Linked DNA regions of Macaca mulatta: regions 1 and 2 are each linked to region 3. A link is a contact called in public Hi-C data. All regions are on one chromosome and are shown on one strand. Each heading gives the region's core, a stretch centred on a gene start, on an enhancer-like site or on the middle of the called end of the contact. The rest is flanking DNA. Distances are from core to core; before and after follow the strand shown. Region 1 holds the start of PYGB (glycogen phosphorylase B). Region 2 holds the start of ABHD12 (abhydrolase domain containing 12, lysophospholipase). Region 3 holds the start of APMAP (adipocyte plasma membrane associated protein).

Region 1 (3,160 bases), core at 615-3,114, 260 kb after region 3:
TAGCAGCACAGTGGTTTATGATATTAACTTTGAGCATAGATACGTTGTTCCGGGCTTGTGCAGTGGAGCAGGGCTTGGCTGGGGTGAACCTTGGCTGTTTCCCTTATTAGCTGTGTGGGCTTAGGGAAGAGTTAACTTCCCTGTGGCTCACCTTCTCCATTGTCAAGCAGGAGTAATAGCAGGCTGTTTGCAGAGATCAGGAGTTAATATACGTACACTGCAAGTAATGATCAATAAGTGTCAGCTCCTCCATTCTTTGCCAGGTGTGCACCACAGCTGGGGGATTAACCTTTACCACACCACAGCAGAAAACATATTTGCATAGCTTGCTTTTTGTCTTTTGAAGCTTTGCTTGAACTCTATTCCCCAGAGTGGTAGAAGTGGTCATGGGGCACTATCGTTTTTTTGACTTCTGAATTGCCAGATCACCCTCAGAGAGATTGCATCAGTGTTTGGAGCTTGCAGCCAAGCTCGACCCCACAGCCCTGCCATCTGTGCCCGAAGTTCGATCTTGTTGGCTCCAGAATCCCTAGGATATAGTGCAGGAGTGAATCCCAAGCTGGAGCTGGGTGGGCTGTGGGGTCATTCCAGATTGATTAACCTCCGACCTCTGAAGTCTGCAGCTGGAAGGGGCTCCAGGTAAGAAGATAACTTTGAAGCATCACACCAAGAAACCTACTGCACCTGGACTTTTATGACATCTCCCGCGGGCAATTTTTACCTCCATGAAATTCAGTAACCTTCGCAGCCCCTTCAGCCCAAGACCACCAGGAGCAAACCTGTAGTCCCACAAAATCGGGTGTACTGACCCACTGTAATGAGGGAGAGCCTCCCAAGAACGAAGGGAAAGGCAGAGTTCTTATGGGAATGGGGGAAGGCAGAGTTTAGGTGACCTTTACATGAAGCAGGGTTCCCATAGGCTGAGGCCAGCAGGACTGTGTTCCGCGGGGACCAAGTGTGGGAAGCTATGTGCAGACGCCCCCTATCTGGAGCTGCAGCCTGGGTTGGGATGGCGGAGGCTAAATCTTCGTTAGTGGCTGAGCTCCCCGGCCAGACAGGCATGTGTCCTTCTCCCTGCTGTAATCTCAAAGCGGACAGCGTCTGCCGGGTGGTTTCGGGAGCAGGGTTTCTCGGAGGGCTGGGGGGCTGCGGTCCATCCGAGGCGGGGTCATGGTGGCACTTGGCTGTGGCTGCCTCGCGCCCTCGGGAATGGGCGTCTCCCGTTCTCTGGCAGTTCGTTTTCTCCACGTCTGCCATCGGCCTGGAGTGGCAAGCAAATAGCTGGTATTTTCAGAGCCGCCCTGCCCCCGACACAGAAGACCGGGCCTAGCAGGCGTTGGTGGATGCCTTTCAAGCTGTAATCAGTTTCCCCGAAAGTTTACCAGGCCTCGGCCACAGCCCGGGCCCAGCGCACTCCCGCGAGGCACCTGGTGACCCGGTGTAGGGCGTGGGGACCGGCCCCAGGAACCCCCAGGGCCCGAGGGCAGGGCCCCCTCCCGCACCGCCCCCGGGCTGGCAGGAGCTGCCAGGACCGCACGCTTCAAGGCCCCGGGTCTCTTGCCCCCTCCAGTCGCTCCCACTTTCTGCCGGGCTTCCCCAACGAGGGGGCAAACCCCAATCTCAAATGTTGTGGACAGGTCCTTGCTGCCTCGGACCACATCAGCGCTCTCAGCTGTGAGCCTGGACGCCCGCCCCGCCTCCCCGAGGCCCCGCCCCGCCTCCCGAGGCCCCGCCCCGCCTCCCGAGGCCCCGCCCCGCCTCCCGAGGCCCCGTCCCGGCGCAGCGCGCAGGCGCGGCCCGTCCCGACCGCAGAGCCGCAGTGCCGGGCGCCAGAGCAGCTGCACCATCCAGGCGCTCTAGTGTCCCGCCGCTTTCCTTCTCCATCTCTTTTCCTCCGCCTCGGCCGGCGCGATGGCGAAGCCGCTGACGGACAGCGAGAAGCGGAAGCAGATCAGCGTGCGCGGCCTGGCGGGGCTGGGCGACGTGGCCGAGGTGCGGAAGAGCTTCAACCGGCATTTGCACTTCACGCTGGTCAAGGACCGCAATGTGGCTACGCCCCGCGACTACTTCTTTGCGCTGGCGCACACGGTGCGCGACCACCTGGTGGGCCGCTGGATCCGCACGCAGCAGCACTACTACGAGCGCGACCCCAAGGTGAGGAGCTGCCCCGCCCTCTGCGCCCGGGCCCGCTGAAAGGGCGCCAGTCCCGGAGCCGCGCCGGCGGAGATCTCTCTGCGGGGCGGCCCCCTGGGCGTTACCCGCGCTCGTCTCCGGCCGGCGGCCAGGCACAGCCGACTGGGGAGTCGCCTGGAAGCCGCGGTCGGCGGGGGCCGGGCTTCCCCTGCGCAGGGCCGCGGCCACAGGTCCCCTCCACTAAGAGCCCGCGCCGTCCCCCGCATATGATGCTGAGCCCGGGAGCCTGGCGGATGTTCCCGGTCTCTTTCTGGCGGTGCGCTTCCGCGCTGGCTGCAGAGCCCGTGCTCCCCGCCCCTGCCTCCAGCCACCTTTTGTTTTCCTGCAGCAGCCTGTAGGAGAAGATGGGACTGGAACCCGGCCTGGGCAGCCTTGTAGGTTGGAAGGGGGTGAGCTCGGTAATCTGCAGGGAATTGTGAGACTTTTGTGTGTGTGCGCTGCTTAGAAGAAAATCGCTGAAGATGCCTGCTTCACGCAGGAGGGGTACGAAGCTCAGAGCTGGAGATGGAGCCCTTGAAGAAGGCTCTGTCTTAGAGGTTCCCATACCTCCCTTGGAGAAATTTACTTGGGTTAAAGTTCATAGAGATTGCCTTAGTAATTGTTACTTTTTATATCTTGCAAAAATTTGTTTGAGTAGTTGAAGTCACTGATTGTCCCCGTTACTCTTAACCATATTAACTACGGGCCTGTGTTCCTGCCGGTTTTTTGGTATTCCTAAACATATGTACACATTTTTAAAAAGTATAATGCACATACAGTTTTTTAGATTTTCTGTTTCATTCGTAAACATTTGTAACTTTTTCCCTGATAAACAGCTTTGCAAGTCAATGGATAGGATGGTAGGTTTCAGTTTGATAGGTACATGGTAGTCTTGCACAGCCCCATGTTGCCAGTTTTTTGTTGTGTTGTTTGTTTTTTAACTTTTGACTATGGAGAATTGTGTCTTTCTACTACACTAACGTAGAGG
Region 2 (3,632 bases), core at 184-2,683, 400 kb after region 3:
ACGAGTCTATCAGTCTCTGCCCTTCTGTCAAATCATCAACTTAGAGGTGTCTATAGTTTAATTTCATGATCTTTTAAGCAATGAAGTTGAAATTCTAATTTTCTTTAGGAGCGACTTGCATAAATATTTTACACTCAAGTGGCCAGCATCAACTAAGGGCATTCCAGATGGTCAAAAAAGAAGTGCTCTGCTACAACGCCCGAGATCACCATATAGTAACTTCTTCAAATCACCACGAAATATCAAGACTTCAAAGCTGCCAGGAATGCTACGTTCTACAAACAGCCAGATAATTCGGAAACCAGCAGATGGGAGGAGAAATCTGTCCGTATGAAACATGTTCCCATCTCCATCCCAACTGCATCACAGTTTTGAAAGTGGCTTTATATAAACGCGTTCATCTTCTACCCAAAGGGAGAACACCAATAACCAAACGATCCAGGACTGCAAGGTGATTCCCAAGGAGGCGAACTTGTGCGGACAGATTTCACGCACCACGAACCACCACCAGCAGAGGGAAGGACAGGCTTCCCTCCGACGGCTGCGATGCTCCGAGTCCCTCCTTCCCCTACAACCTGCGGCCCACTGAGCCCTTCCCCAAAGGTCTCGGAGTTCTGAACGACGCACGCACCCGACCCTAGTTACCTGGCAGAGGCGCCGAGCGCCCAAGATGCCAGTAAGGCTCCGTGCACGCAGCCCAGCCTGAAGGGCGCCTGCCCGGGCGCTCGGTGCGGGGCCCGATGCAGAGCAGGAAGAGGAGGTCCGAGTGGGCCCCAGCGCTCTCAGGATCTGGCGCCGGCCCCTCTGCCTCATGCCTCTGCTGTGCCCGGCGTCCAGGGATCGCCCAAGGACTCCCCACCCGCTACCCTACTCTTCTACGCGGGGTCATGACTTCGGGCGGCGCCAAGCCCCCAACGTAAGGGTCCCCCGGGCAGCCCCGGGAAAGGGTCGGGGTGCAAGGCTAGGCTGGGAGTGCCGAGCGCGCGGGCGGGAGGAGAACACAGAGGGTCAGGGGCAGGGCACAGCGCTCCCTCCGCGCTGCCTGGGGAAGGGAGCGGGGGTGGGGCCGCCGCGGGCCAAATGCGGGACACTAGCGCGCAACCGGGCGGCCGCAGATCGGGCGGGCGGTCACCCTGGGTGGGGCTGGGGGGTGCTGGGGCCCCCTGCGGGACGCACCTGCGCCAGGTGAGCCCCCCCTCCGCGAAGCCTCACCTGCCCAGCGCCCGTTTCATTCCCGCGTCGGCTGCGCAGCGCGGCTCGGCCGCCCCCGTGCCCGTCAGGCGCAGGTTCTGCTTCAGGCGGCAGTCGGCGTCCAGCGCCGCGGCAGCCGAGCCGGAGGAGGACGAGCCCGCGGCGGCGCAGCGCTCATGCTCCAAGGCGACGGGCTCGGTCCGCTTCCTCATGCCGCGGCCGACAGGGCCGGCCGCCGACGGCGCCCGCTGGCCTCACCCGCCGCCTGCGCCGCAATGCCGCCGCTCACAGCCGCCGCCGCTCACAGCCGCCGCCACCCGGAGCCCGGAGCCCGGAGCCCGAAACCCGCAGCTCCTCACATCCCAGCCCAGGCCGCGGCGCCCGCTACTAACCAGCGGCGGGGGCCCGCCGGCCACGCCGGCCAATCAGCGCCGGGCTCCCGCTGGCCCTGCCCCCGGCCCCGCCCCGGCCACCTCTTCGCGGGTTCCGAGGGGCGCGCGCCCAGCATCCTCGGCGCCACCCGCAGCCATCTTGTGGGAGGGTAGGCAAAGCCGCAGCGGCGCGTCATCTGCGGGGCAGGGCTCTGGGCTCCATCGCGACGCTGCAGCTGCCCTCGCCCGGGCGCTCGGTGTGAGGAGCACCCACTCCCTGTCGTGCCCCGGTTCAGTGACCCGAAAGGGGTGGCCCAGCGAGCCAGACCCGCAACGCCGGGCCCCTCGCGCTTCTGCGAACGGAAACCCAGAGGTAGCAAATCGCATTTCCGTTCTCGTGATTCTTAACTCTTCTCACAAGGACTTTACCTTTAAAAGTATGCTTTCCGGTCGTCAATTTTTAATTTGAAGCAAATGTATAAACTCAGTTTTTACTTTTGGGCCGAACATATGAACTGCTTGAAAAATTTACTTTTTAAAAACCTGTATTAGATTTTAGATTTTTGTAAAGCAATTAAGACTACCTGATGGGAGGAAAATCCATTTCAAAGATAAATTCGCCCTTGTGAAACCCAAATTTAGTACTAATTCAACCCATCCTAAAAAGAGAAAAGGAAAGAAAAAAGGGCAGTTTCACAAATTTAGTTTTATAACTTTGGCTTTCCTTAATATGGCATTGATTTTATATATAATCTATAACCAAGAGAGATATTTGCTTACTTATTCCAAAGTAACTTTAGAAATTTCAATATTTGTCACTTTGAAAACTATTGGCAATTGGTAATCTAAGGTCAATTGGAAATGCGTTTAGAAATTCAACAGCTTTTTATGTTACTTTTGTAGTGATACTTTGAAATTGCAACGTAATTTGTAGACCATATTACTAAGTGTTACAGCCTGCATTCATAATTGTGTCAATATCTCCAGATATACTTTTTAAAAACATTATGGGCTGAGCTCTGTGGCTCATGCGTGTAATCTCAGCACTTTGGGAGGCGGAGATGGGTGGATCACTTAAGTACAGGAGATGGAAGCCAGACCAGCCTGGCCAGCATGGTGAAACTCTGTCTCTACTAAGAATACGAAAATTAGCCGGGTGTGGTGGCACAAGCCTGAGTGACAGAGCAAGACTGTTTTTTAAAAAAAAAAAAAGACTGGGCGTGGTGGCTCACGCCTGTAATCCCAGCACTTTGGGAGGCCGAGGCGGGTGGATCACAAGGTCAGGAGATCAAGGCTAACCTGGCCAACATAGTGAAACCCCATCTCTACTAAAAATACAAAAATTAGCCAGGTGTGGTGGCACAAACCTATAATCCCAGCTACTTGGGAGGCTGAGGCAGGAGACTTTCTTGAACCTGGGAGGCAGAGGTTGCAGTGAGCTGAGATCATGCCATTGCACTCCAGCCTTGGGGACAAAAGCAAACTTCTGTCTCAAACAAAAAAAAAAAAAGAAAAAAAATAGCTGGGTATTGTGGCGCATGCCTGTATTCCCAGCTGCTTGGGAGACTGAGGCAGGAGAATTGCTTGAACCAGGGAGTCGGAGGTTGCTGTGATCCGAAATTGTGCCACTGCACTCCACCCTGGCGACAGAGGGAGACTCTTCTCAAAAACAAACAAATTAGCCGGGTGTGGTGGCGCACGCCTGTAATCCCAGCTACTTGGGAGGCTGAGGCAGGAGAATTGCTTGAACCTGGGATGCTGGGATTGGGAGGTTGCAGTGAGCTGAGATCACACAACTGCACTGCAGCCTGGGTGACAGAGCAAGCCTCCATCTCAAAATAAACAAACATACTATGAAATGTAAATGATAAATTCTTTATAGTGATGTAGTAACACATCCTGGAGAAATTGGAAATCTAGGAAATAACTAAAACGTAAAAGAAAAAAAAAGTTTTGACTCTATCACTCACTTCAATTGAAAACAAACAGGCCGCGCGCGGTGGCTCAAGCCTGTAATCCCAGCACTTTGGGAGGCCGAGACGGGCGGATCACAAGGTCAGGAGATCGAGA
Region 3 (3,449 bases), core at 822-3,321:
CTGGCTTATGTTGAACCCTTGAGTTTTAAGGTAATCAAGAATACTATTACATGAACTACTAGAAATGACCACAAAAGAAATGAAAAATATAGGAGAGCTGCAGAAGAAAAATAAGAAAAACAGCTACATATTACAATAATAACCGCAGAAAGGAAGGGTGGTGACAAGACCTCACTTTGAAAGAGATCATTACAAATATACAGAAAAGGGATAAACAAACAAGGACAAACACAGGGAAACAGGAACAATGTTCATGGACAGGGAAGTCAAGGAAATAACATAAATGTAAAAGGCACACTGGAAAAGATCAAGCAGTAAAAGATGACTTTAGAATCAGATTTACTTAGTCATTATGAAAGAAATCCCCACAGAGAACCTGAAAAAAACAATTAAGTCTACTGCTCTGCCCTGGGGCCAGAGGTGTGAGCCAGCAGACTTGAGAGTTGGGACCACCTAACCAGTGCTCTCAGGGGCTGTATGCCCTGGTTTTCAACGCACTGCACCTAATGACAAACTCAGGCCACTGCTCTTTCATTTCTCAGGTACAAATGGCTTGTCTTCAAGATTTCCGTAGGAAAGTGTTGCCAATTCTTGCATGTCCATTCTAAATGGCTCCTCAACCATCAACAGATGATTAATTCACAGTAAGTAGGGTGACCAAATTGTCCCAGTTTGCCCAGGTTTAGCACTTAAAGTTCTACATCCTTGGAAACCCCAGTCCAGGGCAACCCAGGATGGTTGGTCAGGATATATGGGAGCATCTTCCCGATCTTTTCACTGGCCCAAGGTCAACTATCACCGCAAAGTCTTCTCTCTAAATTGCTTCTCTAGAGCCTAAATGCTCCTCCCTGCCATCGTTCTCCTTTAAATGTGTTCCTCTCATCATCAGTCAATAAACTCAGTCTACAGGGGCAAAAACTGCCTCTCATTCATATGTACCCCACCACCTCTCGGCACATTACTGAACAAATATTTCCAGTACTTCTATCAAATATAAGTCAATCTGTTCCACAGCTTCAAGCTTGGTCTGTGGGGCCTCTTGATTCTCCCTGAAACTTAAAAGTTATGAAATTCAGGACACATAATTGAAAAGCGAATTTCAAGTATCTTACATTGAAATCTATATTTGCGGATCATGATTCAGTTTTTAGCTAACAAAACATAGCATTCTTATATTCTAGAAGATGGCAGAGGAGGCTAAAGGACAAAACCTGGTATTTCTGAGGTGTCAACAACTACAGTTTCCTATGTTTCTCCATCCCTATCGGGAAAAACTGCAAGGCTGAATTCTCACAAAAATTGCCTACAATGTCACTTCTGTTCTCCACTCTTTCCAAGAACCGCGGTGAGGACTGGTCACACAGCGTGAAGGGGGCAGGTGCAGAAGAGCAAGTGTAGAAGCCATCTCTTCGCCGGATAACGAGGCAGGACCCCAGCATCTCGTGGGACCTCCTCCCTTCGAGAAAGTGCGAGCGGGGGACCAGGAGGACGCAAGACACTGGCCAGGTAGCTGTGCCCCAGGGGGATCAGATGAGCCAAAGGAATGACAGCGCGAGGGGAGCGAGGGAAAGGCGAGGAAGCAACCGCGCTGCAGGGTGGGGCAGGAGTGAGGGGAGGGAAGGCGCAGGAGCAGCGCGAGACGGTCTAGGGTCCCGGAGAGCCGAGGATAACGCCGCGACTGGGCGCTGGGTGCACCCGAACCTCAAAGACCTGGCAGGTACATCCGCCTTGTCGGAGTCTGCTTCCTCCTCGGAAAAATGAGTTTTTCTTGGGGATGAAACGAGAGGGCTCGGACAAGGCGCTCTGCACCACATCCCCAGGTTACTGTTACTGCCGTCGCCGCTGTCCAGGAGGATCACCCTCTACTCCTCGCGGCCCGGCTTCAGCGCCCGGTCTGCGAGTCCGGCCTACCTGCCGTCCTTAGCCTCCGGGGCCTGGCCATCATCGTCCGTGACGACCTGCGGCCGCAGAGGCCGGCGCTGTCGCAGCCCGTCCGCCTCGCTCATGGTAAGAGCGCCAGCCTGCCCAGCAACCACCACCCCGCAGTGAGCAGCAACGGCTCACGCTGCAGGCCCGCCCTCCCTGGCGCGCGGAAATGACGTTGAGCCCAGGGACCAATCCGCAGCGTTGTCCCGCCCCTTCCGGCCTCATGGGCGGGCGGTCTTCAGCGCGTCGCTCTTCGGCGCTCGGAGGCGAATTTTGAGCGCCCGGGAGCGGCGCTCGGAAACCGCTCAAAGCGAGCACCGGGAGCTCCTGAGGTCCCCGCCCGTCTCGGACTCCGGAGCCCAGAACACGAGTGGTTCCACCTTGGGCTCGCCTAGCTCAGTCCCTGCGCATGCCGCCTTCGTCTTACGTTTCTGAGGACGGGAATGCTCATGACGCACTTGGGAATTGCTGGCCCGAGATGTTGGCCACTTTTATCGTTAGAGAGGATGGCGCTGTTTATGAAATGTCAGCGACCCTGCTCTTACGGGCAGCGTCAAAAATAATGCATTCACACCCTTGGAACGAAGTCACCTCTGCCTGAAAATTACGTCCTTCCCCGACTCATCCGGTTAAGGGGAAAACGGGCTAGAAAATGTTTCCCTCTGGTTAAGGCCAGATGTTGAGTATTAAATCTTTTTGTGACCGTTACAACAGACATTTGATAAAGTTTATTAAGTTTTGATAAAGTGTATTAAGGGTTACCCTTAAGCAAAGGCCAGGTAGAAGTAGAAATTATCACTAACAAAGTTTAAGAAAGCATAGAGTGGCATCGTTCTTTCAACAGTATTGCAGTGAACCAGAAATGTTCCCAGGTGCTGGGAGATGATGGTGGGCAAATCACAGACAAGGCAATTAAGCTTATGGAAATTAAGCTAGTGGGAAAGATGACTTCAATCAGACCATCGTCATAAAATAGACATGTAAAATTATCAAACGTAATAATTGCTTGAAAGGGGAAGAATTGGATCTTGTGAGAGCCTTTGACAGGCAAAGGGATTGAAAGAGAAATCGAATCTGGAGGAAGTGACAGGGAGGATTTCCAGGCAGAAGAAATCAAAGCCTGTTACCAGTGGCACGAGGAATCATGTCTGGAAAAGCCACGTTCAAAATGCAGTGTTACTAACAGAAATAATTTCCTCTTGGAGGCATTCCTGATAGAAACATGCCATTACCTTTTTAAGTGCTAGATGGCACTAGAATTCCATGTGAATGTTTTTTATTTATTCATTCAAAGAGCTGAAGAACCAGCCTGAGGGAAGTGGAGAGCTGTGCAAATCCAGTTCTCCAGAGATCCCAGGTAATAATTCAAGTCTCGGCAACATTTTACTTCATTCTGTGTCATTGAGAATAGCCAGTACAGCCATTAAATCAGGGATAGTGTTAACAAAGTGCTGTATGGTCTGACACCTTCTTGCCTGTCTGGACTGTCCCTCTTGCTCTGCAACCCCCATTTCAGACACTCA

What was found. Hi-C and Micro-C count contacts between places; a contact is called where the count stands out from the background.
Region 1: a Hi-C map of liver shows a contact between it and region 3, with 2.1 times the contacts expected there. The contact joins the promoter of PYGB here to the promoter of APMAP in region 3. A contact is called at or near these places in 2 of 14 Hi-C or Micro-C datasets (fetal cortex germinal zone and liver).
Region 2: a Hi-C map of fetal cortical plate shows a contact between it and region 3, with 3 times the contacts expected there. The contact joins the promoter of ABHD12 here to the promoter of APMAP in region 3. A contact is called at or near these places in 3 of 14 Hi-C or Micro-C datasets (cortical neurons, fetal cortex germinal zone and fetal cortical plate).

Annotation. Positions count from the first base shown.
Region 1 is chr10:58,902,728-58,905,887 of T2T-MMU8v2.0, reverse strand. PYGB (glycogen phosphorylase B) reads left to right here and starts at 1,864. Exons shown (of 20, transcript NM_001266864.1): 1 at 1,864-2,154. The coding sequence starts at 1,912.
Region 2 is chr10:58,758,550-58,762,181 of T2T-MMU8v2.0, reverse strand. It overlaps ABHD12 (abhydrolase domain containing 12, lysophospholipase), which reads right to left and starts at 1,433. Exons shown (of 13, transcript NM_001261275.1): 1 at 1,213-1,433. The coding sequence starts at 1,403.
Region 3 is chr10:59,163,699-59,167,147 of T2T-MMU8v2.0, reverse strand. APMAP (adipocyte plasma membrane associated protein) reads right to left here and starts at 2,071. Exons shown (of 9, transcript NM_001266050.1): 1 at 1,912-2,071. The coding sequence starts at 2,006.